Linked DNA regions of Muntiacus reevesi: region 2 is linked to region 1. The links are chromatin contacts, called in public Hi-C maps. All regions are on one chromosome and are shown on one strand. The core of a region is the stretch at or near the end of the contact, and the rest is flanking DNA. Distances in the headings are between cores, read along the strand shown. Region 1 holds the start of QRICH2 (glutamine rich 2). Region 2 holds the start of RHBDF2 (rhomboid 5 homolog 2).

What was found. A called contact is a pair of places that touch in the nucleus more often than the background predicts.
Region 2: a Hi-C map of blood shows a contact between it and region 1, with 2.9 times the contacts expected there. The contact joins the promoter of RHBDF2 here to the promoter of QRICH2 in region 1. A contact is called at or near these places in 2 of 3 Hi-C or Micro-C datasets (blood and muscle).

The regions. Positions count from the first base shown.
Region 1 is chr18:7,639,286-7,644,332 of mMunRee1.1, forward strand. QRICH2 (glutamine rich 2) reads right to left here and starts at 2,000. Exons shown (of 22, transcript XM_065909901.1): 1 at 1,491-2,000; 2 at 1,236-1,325. The coding sequence starts at 2,000. It overlaps PRPSAP1 (phosphoribosyl pyrophosphate synthetase associated protein 1), which reads right to left. Exons shown (of 10, transcript XM_065908893.1): 10 at 4,264-5,047.
Region 2 is chr18:7,806,729-7,811,775 of mMunRee1.1, forward strand. RHBDF2 (rhomboid 5 homolog 2) reads right to left here and starts at 3,062. Exons shown (of 19, transcript XM_065910347.1): 1 at 2,957-3,062.

The DNA of each region.
Region 1 (5,047 bases), core at 750-3,249:
TCTGAAGGATCAAAGCAAATCGCTACCACTTAAGTGGCTCCTTGGCGCTTCCCAGGTGGCTCAGTGGTAAAGAATCCGCCTGCCAATGCAGGAGATGCGGGTTCAATCCCGGGGTCAGGAAGATTCCCTGGAAGAGGAAATGGCAACCCACTCCAGTATTCTCGGCTGGGAAATTCCTTGGATAGAGGAGCCTGGTGGACTACAGTCCATGGCGTTGTAAAATGTTGGACACAACTTAGAAAACAACAAGTGGCTCCTTAGAACTTTGGCAAAACTTCAGAATCTACGAATCTAAAGGTAAAACAACCTTTAGTCTAAAGACCAAAGACAAACCCCAAACCTAAAAATGTGCTTGGTCGCTTGTGTCTGACTCTTTGCGACCCCGTGGACCGTAGCCTGCCAGGGTCCTGTGTCCCTGGGGTTTTCCTGGCAAGAATACTGGAGTGGGCTGCCATGCCCTCCTCCAGGGGATCTTCCTGACCCAGGGATCGAACTTGGACTTCCTGCACTGCAGGGGGATTCTTTACTGCTGAGCCCCTGGGGAAGCCACAAACCTAAAACCACCACGACTTTAAAAAGAAAAGCTTCCCAGAGCAAAAATGAGTCTGGCTGGAGGTCTGAGATGAAATGGGCACGTGGACCTGGTGGTGAGTCCCCTCTAGGGTCTCAGTGGCCTCCTCCTTTGAGCTTTTTTTCTCCCTCAAGTCTCTCTTCTCAGCCTGGGCTGAGAAGAAGTCTCTCTTCTCTCCCTGGGCTTCCTCCTAATTGCTCCTCCTTATTCCAGCTCTAATTCCAGACTCAGCCTCATACAGGCCTGAAACAGGAGCCGGGCCTGGTATCTCCTGGAACTGACCCGCACCAGGGCTCTGCTGTTCATTGGGAAATGCTTACACTCAGGGCTTCCGGCTTCTCCCTCCAAGGAAACAAAGATCCAAACGAGAGAGGTGTTGCCTGGGGGGCTGCAGGTGGTGACCCATGACCCTCTCGTTCTAGCTCCCTTCTCTTGGACCAAACTTTATCCCTCAACATCCACCACCTTGCTCCTTTATTCTAGTTTAAAGGAAAGTCACTTAAAGAACATTCTGAGAAGTTCTTGGGCCCTCTCTGGGTCTGTTCAGGACGCATGGGTGTCTGACAAGTGGTAGGGGAGCCCCGGGTAAGCAGAGGGGAGGAAGGAGGCTGCCCAGGAAGGGGGTCACTCAGCTCCCCAAGGTGGGGTCCCCCGCCACCCTCACCTCGGGCTGCAACTCAGGCTGCTCCTTCTTTTGATGGACTTCCTTCAAAATCTTCATGTCTTCCATGAGGTCCTGGAGCAGCTCGGGGCCCTAAGAGGTAGAAAACGAGCCGCGGGGCTCCCGGCCTGGATCCGGCCTTCCCACGCCTCCCTCTGGCCTCCGGGACTCCTCCCAGGAGCGCTCTCAGAAGCTCAGCTTCCTGGGGGCGGGGCGCTGGAGAGCGGCCCGGAGGGGGCAGACCGCCCGCACACCCACCTGGAAGACCGGCTTGCTGTCCCTCCTGCCTTTCGTTGGCCCTGTCTGCCCCTTCTCCTGCGTCAGCATGGCCAAATCCTTCGTTTCCAGCCAGTCGCGGTCTTCCAGCCCGCCAGTCTGGGTGGGGAAGTGCTGCACGTGCGCCACGATGGCCTGCACCTGGCTCCCCATGGTCTTGAGCTGCCGGCCGAGGTCCTGGACCTGGCCGCCCAGGTCCTTCACCTGGGTCTCCAGCGTCTGCGCCCTGGCCACGCTGCTCCTTCGCCTTTCTTTGGGCCCCGGAAGCTGCGGCGTGCTGGTCGACGCCCGCGCGGACTCAAAGGAGCGACTCTGGTCGAGCATCGGAGACTGGAAGTCGATCCGCGTATCCTGCAGGTTGAGGCTCTTGAGCATGGCCACAAGGAGCGTGTGCAGGGCCGTGAAGTTGACGGCGCCCACCTCCGGGGTGCCGATGGCGAGGTCGGCCAGCTCCCGGAGGGAGACCGAGGGGGCCGCCGTCGCGGGCGGCATCGTGCACCTCCTCGGGCGGCCCTGCCTGCCTTACTGCTTGCCCCGCCTCCGGGGCCTTTCCGGGCCCCTGAGAGGCCCCGGGGCGCCCCTGCCCCTGGGTTCAGCCGCGCTGGGCACCAGTCTCGGTCTGGAGCCTGTCTGGAGGACGGAGAGGAAGCGCCCGGCCACCGGGCTTCCCACTCTTCGCTCCCGGGAAATCCGGGTCCCGGGACCGCAGAGCCTCTGCCGTCAGCCCGCCGCCATCCGATCACCGAGCTCGAACTCGGGAGTGCAGTGTCCAAGCGGCCGGCGGACGTTTGGAACGAAGTTCGTGGCCCCGTTCGCTGCCCGGTTGTGGGGGGCCCCACGCGCATTCGGAGGATTCCACGGAAGAACGCGCCCAGCAGAGAGTTAGCCTCGGAGGGTAGACCTGCTGGTCCTTGAAGCCACCCCAGACCCAAGGAGAGCCTGTTCTAGTGGGTTGGGAAGCCCTGGTCACACCCCAAAGCGTCACCAATTTTGGTTCTCAGTAAAGGCCCCCCACCCCCACCCCGGGAACACATCAATTTGGGGGGAGAAGGGTGGAGGCCCCCTAAGGCTCACCTAGATTCCAGCTGGTTCACTCGGGGGGTGGGGAGTGGGTCACAATAATGCAAAGATTTAAGAGGCCTCATGGCCACTGGGTTTTCTGTGTTCCCTTCACAGGGCAACAGCAATCTAAGAGACACAGTTGTGAGACCTTGGCCCCTTGGGCACAGTTCCCATATCTTTGCTCAATCAGAGGGAAGGTAACTTAAATACCAGTCACACTACCCAGGTGGTTCCAGTTAGCCACCAGCTGACAGAACTTTCTGTGCTGCCCTGGCCTTGCGTATCTCAGAACAGATTCACGTGGTCATGTGCCAGCATCTCCCCTGGTTACACCGCAGGGCTGATGAGATAGGACCAGGGGGAAAGTGATGCTCTCAGCAACAGGCGTGTTCTCCCATGCCAGATTCTCCCAGAAAATGGGTACCACTTTCAGTGCTCACCTTCCAGATGAAGAAAACCTGCACCGGCACTTATACTAGATATTATTTTCACTACTTTTCAAAGTAAAATTTTTAGTTTGAACTGGTAAAATTGAAAGCCTCCATGTTCACTCCCTACGCCCCTCCAAAATAAAAGCAGTGTTTCCTGGAAATGGAGTTAACGAGTCTGTAACCTCCATGAGGGTTAACAACCCAAGGATTTTTGTTCACTATGATATTCCCAAAGCCTGACACACAGTAGGCCTTCAGAGGGGTTGTTGAGATCAGAAGAAATTATTCAGACCTCCCTGGTGGTCTAGTGGTTAGGACTCTGCATGTCCACTGCCGAGGGCAGGGGTTCCATCCCTGGTTGGGGAACTAAGATCTCACATGCCGTGAGGAGTGGCCAAAAAGTAGGGAGAAAAAATTCTTTGCAGTCTTTCGTGCACATACACTCCTACATTAGAAAACGTAAAGCCAGGTCACAGAGTCATAGCTGAAGCTTTTGGATTCAGCGTCAGCTGTATTGGAGGGTGAAATGTGCGGGCTTAATCGATTCTAAGTTCAGGGACCTTCCAGAAGAATATGACTGCTACTACACTAGCTAAGGCCAGAACATCAACTCTCTGGGCCCTCATGTTTCCATTTTCACGTCCCCGAGACTTCTATCATGCTAGGCACACACATTGCTGCTGCTGCTGCTGCTAAGTCGCTGCCGTGGTGTCCGACTCCGTGTGACCCCATAGACGGCAGCCCACCAGGCTCCCCCGCCCCTGGGCACACACTAGGACTCACCAAATGCCAATGCAAAGGGTTTATTCTAACATACTCCAATTCTAACCCCAGGAAATGTACACCTAAATGCTTCTGTTAAATAAGTACCTTTAAAATCTCCTGGAGACACAGAAAACACTCACTGGAGGTATACGTGGAATTTGGGTTGAAAAGGACCTTGGCTTTCGATTCCAAACCTCCCCTTTGACAGCTGGTGAGAGACCCGGGAAGGGTCATTGGCCCAACCTCCAGGACAAAACCAGTCTGCTGAGTAACGGCAGTCCACGACACTTCCTCTACAACCATGGGAATCATTTCACAATTAAGTTCTTTTCTCAAGATCCTCCTACTTGGACTCTTAACAGAAGGCAACTTTTTTGTGTGCTTGAGAAAGGGAATGTGCTCAAGTCTCCACGGTGAGCTGGGGAACTTTCCTAGCAGTTAGGAAAGGGAGAAGAATGTCCAGGAAACTTCCCCACAGAGAAATGCAATGGTACAAGTAAGTGAATCGGTGTTTATTTAATCTCAGGAACCAACAGAACAAATGAGCAACTGCAGTTCATTTCCGGGCGGACACTATTCCCTCCTGTTTCATTCAGTTCTGACTTGGATCAGACTAGAAAAAGTCTACGTGGCACTTGCAGCAAGGCCTGCCTGACAACTAAGATGTCAACTATAACAGAATCAGGATTGTGTCATTTTAAATGTTGGCAGAAAAATGAAGTGCAGTCCTAAGTAATGCAACCAACCTAAATGTCACCTAGCACACAGGGAAAAAGTACAGTTTAGGTCTGTTAAAATAACAACTACCACCTAGGTTTCAAATATTGAACATTCAAATATTCAGATATGAATATTCAAACATTCACTTATTATTCAACAAGAATTTAACTTCAGGGAACATGAGGGGAAGGTGATGGAATGTGCAGAGGGGCACGTCTCTCCAGGGCTGGGGCCAGCCACAGACCTGGGCCGTCCCGCATTCAAGGCACTGGCTTCTGCAGTGTCTGAACAGAAGGCAGGAGAGTGGGCAGCTCTGCAGTGAAGACACTAACAACACAGCAAATTCTTTTATTTTCAATTTAAGAGCAACGCAGGGACCCAGAGATAAGCGTGACTTGCTAACATGAAGTCCTCACTAGGAGCACCACCACCAATGCATCGTTGTTCACTGGCTGTTGGCAAGCGGGTTCTTAAAGAAAAATGGGATTCTCTAGAAAAGACTTGGAGAAAGCTGACCAGTGAGACGACAAGTGGAACAGGAACGGTCCTCAGCTTCCCTAA
Region 2 (5,047 bases), core at 1,812-4,311, 170 kb after region 1:
GCTTTCCCTACACTGGTCCTGAGAGCAGCCCTTGCTTCACAGCCTCCCCGGCGTGGTCACCACTCCTCCCCCAGACTGGCCCAGCTGGATGGGAAACCGGGAGCAGAGGCGTGAGCTCACTCTGGAAATCCCCAATGGTGGCCAGGGTAACACTAAGGTCTGCTCCAAAGTGGGCGTCACGGAGACCCGAAGGGGACCTGCAGTCCAGAGTGTACATCCCCTTCGAAGTTCCACAAGGGGGCAGGCAGGGGGCCGGGGCCACCCTAATCCTGCCACCCCTCATCCTAACCCACAGGGACATGCCAGATGGCTCATTCAAGTCACAGGCACAAACATACCATCCCTTGACTTCCTGTTCTCATCTGAGGTCTCTCCTGGGGGAAGAGTTTACACAGCAAGTCATACACCCTGCAGAGAAGTCTGGCCACCACCACTGACCCGGAGCTGGGCTTGGACCCCAGTGACCCCCACAGTGCATTTATGGCGTGATTCATTCCTCCTCTTAGAGGACCAAGAGCCCCCACCTTAGGCAGTGAGCATGTGCCTGTGTATGTGTGTGTGTGTCCATGTGTGTTACACCAGGTACTGCTGCAACTCAGAAATGAGTAAGTGAGGTAGAAGTCACCTGGTACTCTGTTGCCAGCTGGTGGCATAGAGTTTGAGGGCTGGGCCTGGGAAGAGGCGGCCCAGGCTCAACGTGAGGCCCTGCTGATTACTTCCTGGACAGCTTTGTGCAAGTCTGACTGCTGCTTGTGCCTTCAGAGGCACACAGAAGATGGGAGGTCGCTATTACAGGTTGTTTTTATTTATTTGTTTTCGTTTTAGCTGAAAAGGTGAAAGCCTCACTCCAGCCTTTTAAAGTTAAAAGATTAAAAGAAGCCCCCCAAAGCAAAAGTCAAACCAGAAACTGCCACTTGCCCTCTGACCCCACCAGGGTTCCCAGGTCAGGAGGCCAGGGACCACAAGTAAATAGGATGGAGGGTGGGCGTGGGAATGGAGATTGTCAAGAAGTGGGCAGGGAAGGCAGTGAAGGGGCCTGGGCTCCTGGACGTGGATGGCTGCTCCATCCCACCCTGCCCTCTCTATGACAGTCCCCTGTACAGCGGGGAGCCCAACGCAAATAATTAATTCAGAGTTGTCCCTACTGGGGAACCCCCTGGCCTGTGGCTCCAATGACCCCCATCTCTCACTGGGGCTCTGCTAACACCATGAGCAGGGGGGGCCTCGCTGCACTAGTATCAGGGCCCACCCTGGGTCTCTCATCTCACCCAGAGTTCCCACAGCCACCACGGGACTTTTTACTGCCGGAGGGAAGCAGACTGTGAAGTGGCAAGGAACGTGTCCTGTTATTCCTCGGTTGTTATTTTCCTGGTATAAAGTAACTGAGGAGTTAGGAGTAGGTTCAGAGGGGAAAATGACAGCCGGTCACATGGTGTCAGGCATCAAGGCCCGCCCAGCGATCAAGGATTGGGACAGTCTCTGAGAAGAGAGCTCGCCCCCTTCCCACCCTCCACGCTGTGCGGATGTCTGACCCCCAGGGCTGCCCTGGCTCACCCGCATGGGAGGTGCCCTGGGGGTGAAGCACTCCAGGGCCCAGCTGTGAGAGAGCCCCTGTTTCCAGCCACTTCCCCATGGCACCCAGAACTGCTTAATGCAAGGCTTGGGGTTTAAGTAGGGAAGAGGCTGGTGGCACCAAGGGCGGCCTGCTGTTATGACAGGACTGCCCTCACGCCTTCTTACCGCTTATCTCATTCAGGTTTATTCCTCCTCTAACCCTGGGGAAACTGAGGCAGAGAGGGGCAGACAGTGAGAAGCAACCTGATGGACCGGGTACCACGCCAAGCTCAGCGCAGCACTCCTGACGCTTTCAGCTGGTTAACTCTTCATGGTAGGGGGCTGTCCTGTCCTACACACACCTTAGGATGTTTAGCATCGTCCCCAACCTCTGCACACTAGATGCTGGGAGCCACAACACTCACCCTCCCCACCCCACCCCCAGGTGTGACAATCAAAACGTCTCCAGACACGGCTGAATGCCCCCTGGCAGGCAAAATCACTCCCCCAGGCCCCTTCGAGGATCACTGCTCTGAAAGAAGCTTCGCTTTCCACTCTGCTCTGCCTCACCTACAGCAAGTGACAGTAACATAACACAGACGCTGGGCCCATTCCATTTCAGCAAAAGCCACCCACACAGGGTCCGAAGGCTAGCCACTGGGGAAGAGCAGCTGGTCCACGTGGGGGTCAGTCCGCAAGCCCTCCCCTCCTCAAGCACTCCAACTCTCGGCTCCAACTCCAGGCCTTCTCCCTTGGCCTTCCACCCCGGGCTCCCCTCTGCCCCCAGAGTTAGGGGCTTATACTCTAGAGACATACTCCTCTCTAACCCAACGCAGTACCCTTGGGGGAACGGAGAAGGTGGCGGGGGGGGGGGGGGGCACCTTCCCAAGCCCCTCTGTCCAGAAGTCAGGACTCCTGGGTCCAACTTCTGAGCTCCGGCCCGGCCTGGCTGCGGCACCGGCACCTGTTTCCACCCCGGCGAGGCCGAACAAACTCCGCCCCGGCGGCTGCAGCTCACCCAGGAGAAAGTGGCGGGGCGGGGAAGGTCTGAATTCCGGGCGCTTCTGGGGCGAGGCGGGACTGCGCGGTCCTGCCCTGGGGCTTTCCCCCTGCTCTTCCTCCCGGGACTTTAAACTGCGGCCCCGTCATCCTGTCCCCGCCTCTGGTGACCTGTGGCCCAGGAACCCGGGAAGTGTCTCATCCGAGCTGAGCCTAGGGGCTGGCAGACCCGGTCCAGGGGCCCCGACCCAGTCCAGCCCCGGCCTCCGGTATCGGCCCACGTGGGGCCAGCGCCGGCCCCTTCGCCGGTCACGCACCGCCGCCCCGGGCGCGACCCCGCGGCCCCTCTGGCGCCCGGCGCCCAGCTGCCGCGAACCGGCCCCTCCCGGCGCCCCGCGCTCACCTCCCTGCGGCCCCAAGTCCCCGGGACTCAGCTCCGAGCTGCGCCGGCCGGCCGCTGGGTAGTGGCTCCCGGGGGCGGGGCCCCAGCGTTCCGCCTCTTCCCTACCTGCGCGCGGTCGGCGGGGGCGGGGCCGGACGCCTGGGCGGGGCCGGGTCCTGGAGGCGGGGCCGGGTCCTGGAGGCGGGGCCGAGCCCTGGGTGGGGCGGGGCCGAGCTCTGGGGGCGGGTCCAGGTCCTGGAGGCGGGGCCTAGCTCTGGGGGCGGGGCTTCGCTCAGTCCCCGACGCAGAGCCGCTCCAGGGTCGCGCTACCCTTCCTCGCTCGCTCCGGTGCTGTACTGGGCAGAGCCCTATTTTCCGCCGGAGCTGCTCTCTTCCGGGCGCCGTCCTCTCCTCGCCCGATAAAACGTATATTCTAGGTCTGAAGTACCAACATCCCGTGAACTCCCAAGAAAAGTCTCTCCAATGACAGCCCCCTCCCAGAGCCTTCATCCCTGAGTCAAAAGAGCCTGGTCCCTTGGGCCTTTTAGCCCTCAGGCGTTCCTTCAGACTCAGTTGGAGAGTCTCGCCTGCAAGTCCTGCTGCGGTTGCCGCCTCCGGGACGCCTCCTCTGATTTCCATCGCTGCTCTCGACTCTCGTCCACCGCGAACGCGCCCTCCCCCGCATCCTGCCGCAGCGAAGGCTCCCGGCCCGGCCGAGACCCGGTCTTACTCAACTTCCCCCGCCCACCCGCCCCCGGCACTGCGTCCAGGCCTGGCGCCGAGGAAAGAAGGGGACCTAGGGTTTGCTCCTGGGAGAAGCCCTCACTGAGTGCCTGTGTGGTGGCGGGGTCTCTGGAAAATTCCAGGAATCTCCTTTAGGGGAGACCCAGTTAGAAAAAAAACAAACCCGTGTGGCCTCTGGCCCAATGACACGGAACCTTCCTAATGGGGCAGGACCTTGGTTGGCACGGATGCCTGCATCTGAGGAAAAGCATTCAAGATCTGGAGATTGGACTGCGGGGTCAGCTTCCGGGCCGCGGAGCCTGTCTGAGCCTGTTCTCAACGTAGTAGCCACCCCGGTCTCACCTTCTTACCTGTGAAACCACTGGTGGTGGCATCTCTACCGCCAAAGGAGGCTCAGATCCTGGGCGTGCCACTCTACCTCAGATCCTTCAACCTCCCTGGGCCTGCGGCTTCCTTCTGTTTACAATGGGGGTAAGGGACTTGGTCCAGTGGGTAAGACTCTGTGCTCTCAACGCAGGGGGCCCAGGTTCAATCCCTGGTCAGGGAACTAGATCCCACACGCCACAGCTAAGACCTGGTACAACCAAATAAATGAATTAAATAAATAATTCACTTTAAAAATAAATAAATAAAATGGAAGTAAAAGGAATTTCCCAGCAGTCCAGTGGTTAGGACTCTGTGCTTCCACTGCTGGGAGCCTAAGTTCGATCCCTGGTCAGGGAACTAAGATCCTGCATAAATAAACAAATAAAAATGGAGGTAAAAATGGGCCCTGATAAAAAATAGGACTGATGCTGAAGCTGAAACACCAATACTTTGGCCACCTGATGCAAAGAACTGACTCATTGGAAAAGGCCTTGATGCTGGGAAAGGTTGAAGGTAGGAGAAGGGGAGGACAGAGGATGAGATGGTTGGATGGCATCCCCAACTCAATGGACATGAGTTTGAGCAAGCTCTGGGAGCTGGTGATGGACAGAGAACCCTGGTGTGCTGCAGTCCATGGGGTCACAAAGAGTCAAACACGATTGAGCGACTGAACTGAACTGATAAATAGGCCCTGTCTCTTGTAAGAAGCCCTTGAAGGGCAGGAGGCACGTGCTCATAATTGTGAGCAGCTGCTATTGTTAACTACTAGTGCTGTTACTGTTATCACAGGAGGACCTCAATGTCTCCTCAACTTTGAGGCAGTCTCTCTACTTGCTCTCAGCCCAGTGGAGCTCAACTTTGATTCCTAGCCTCCCTCCTCTGCTGCAGCCTCTCCCCTGGCCCTATAGCTCTCCTGGGGTGGGGGCAGGCAGAGTCCCCTCCGCCCCAGGTGCCCACTCCTGCAGGACGTCTCAAGCATGTGCCCTATGCCTGGGCCCAAAC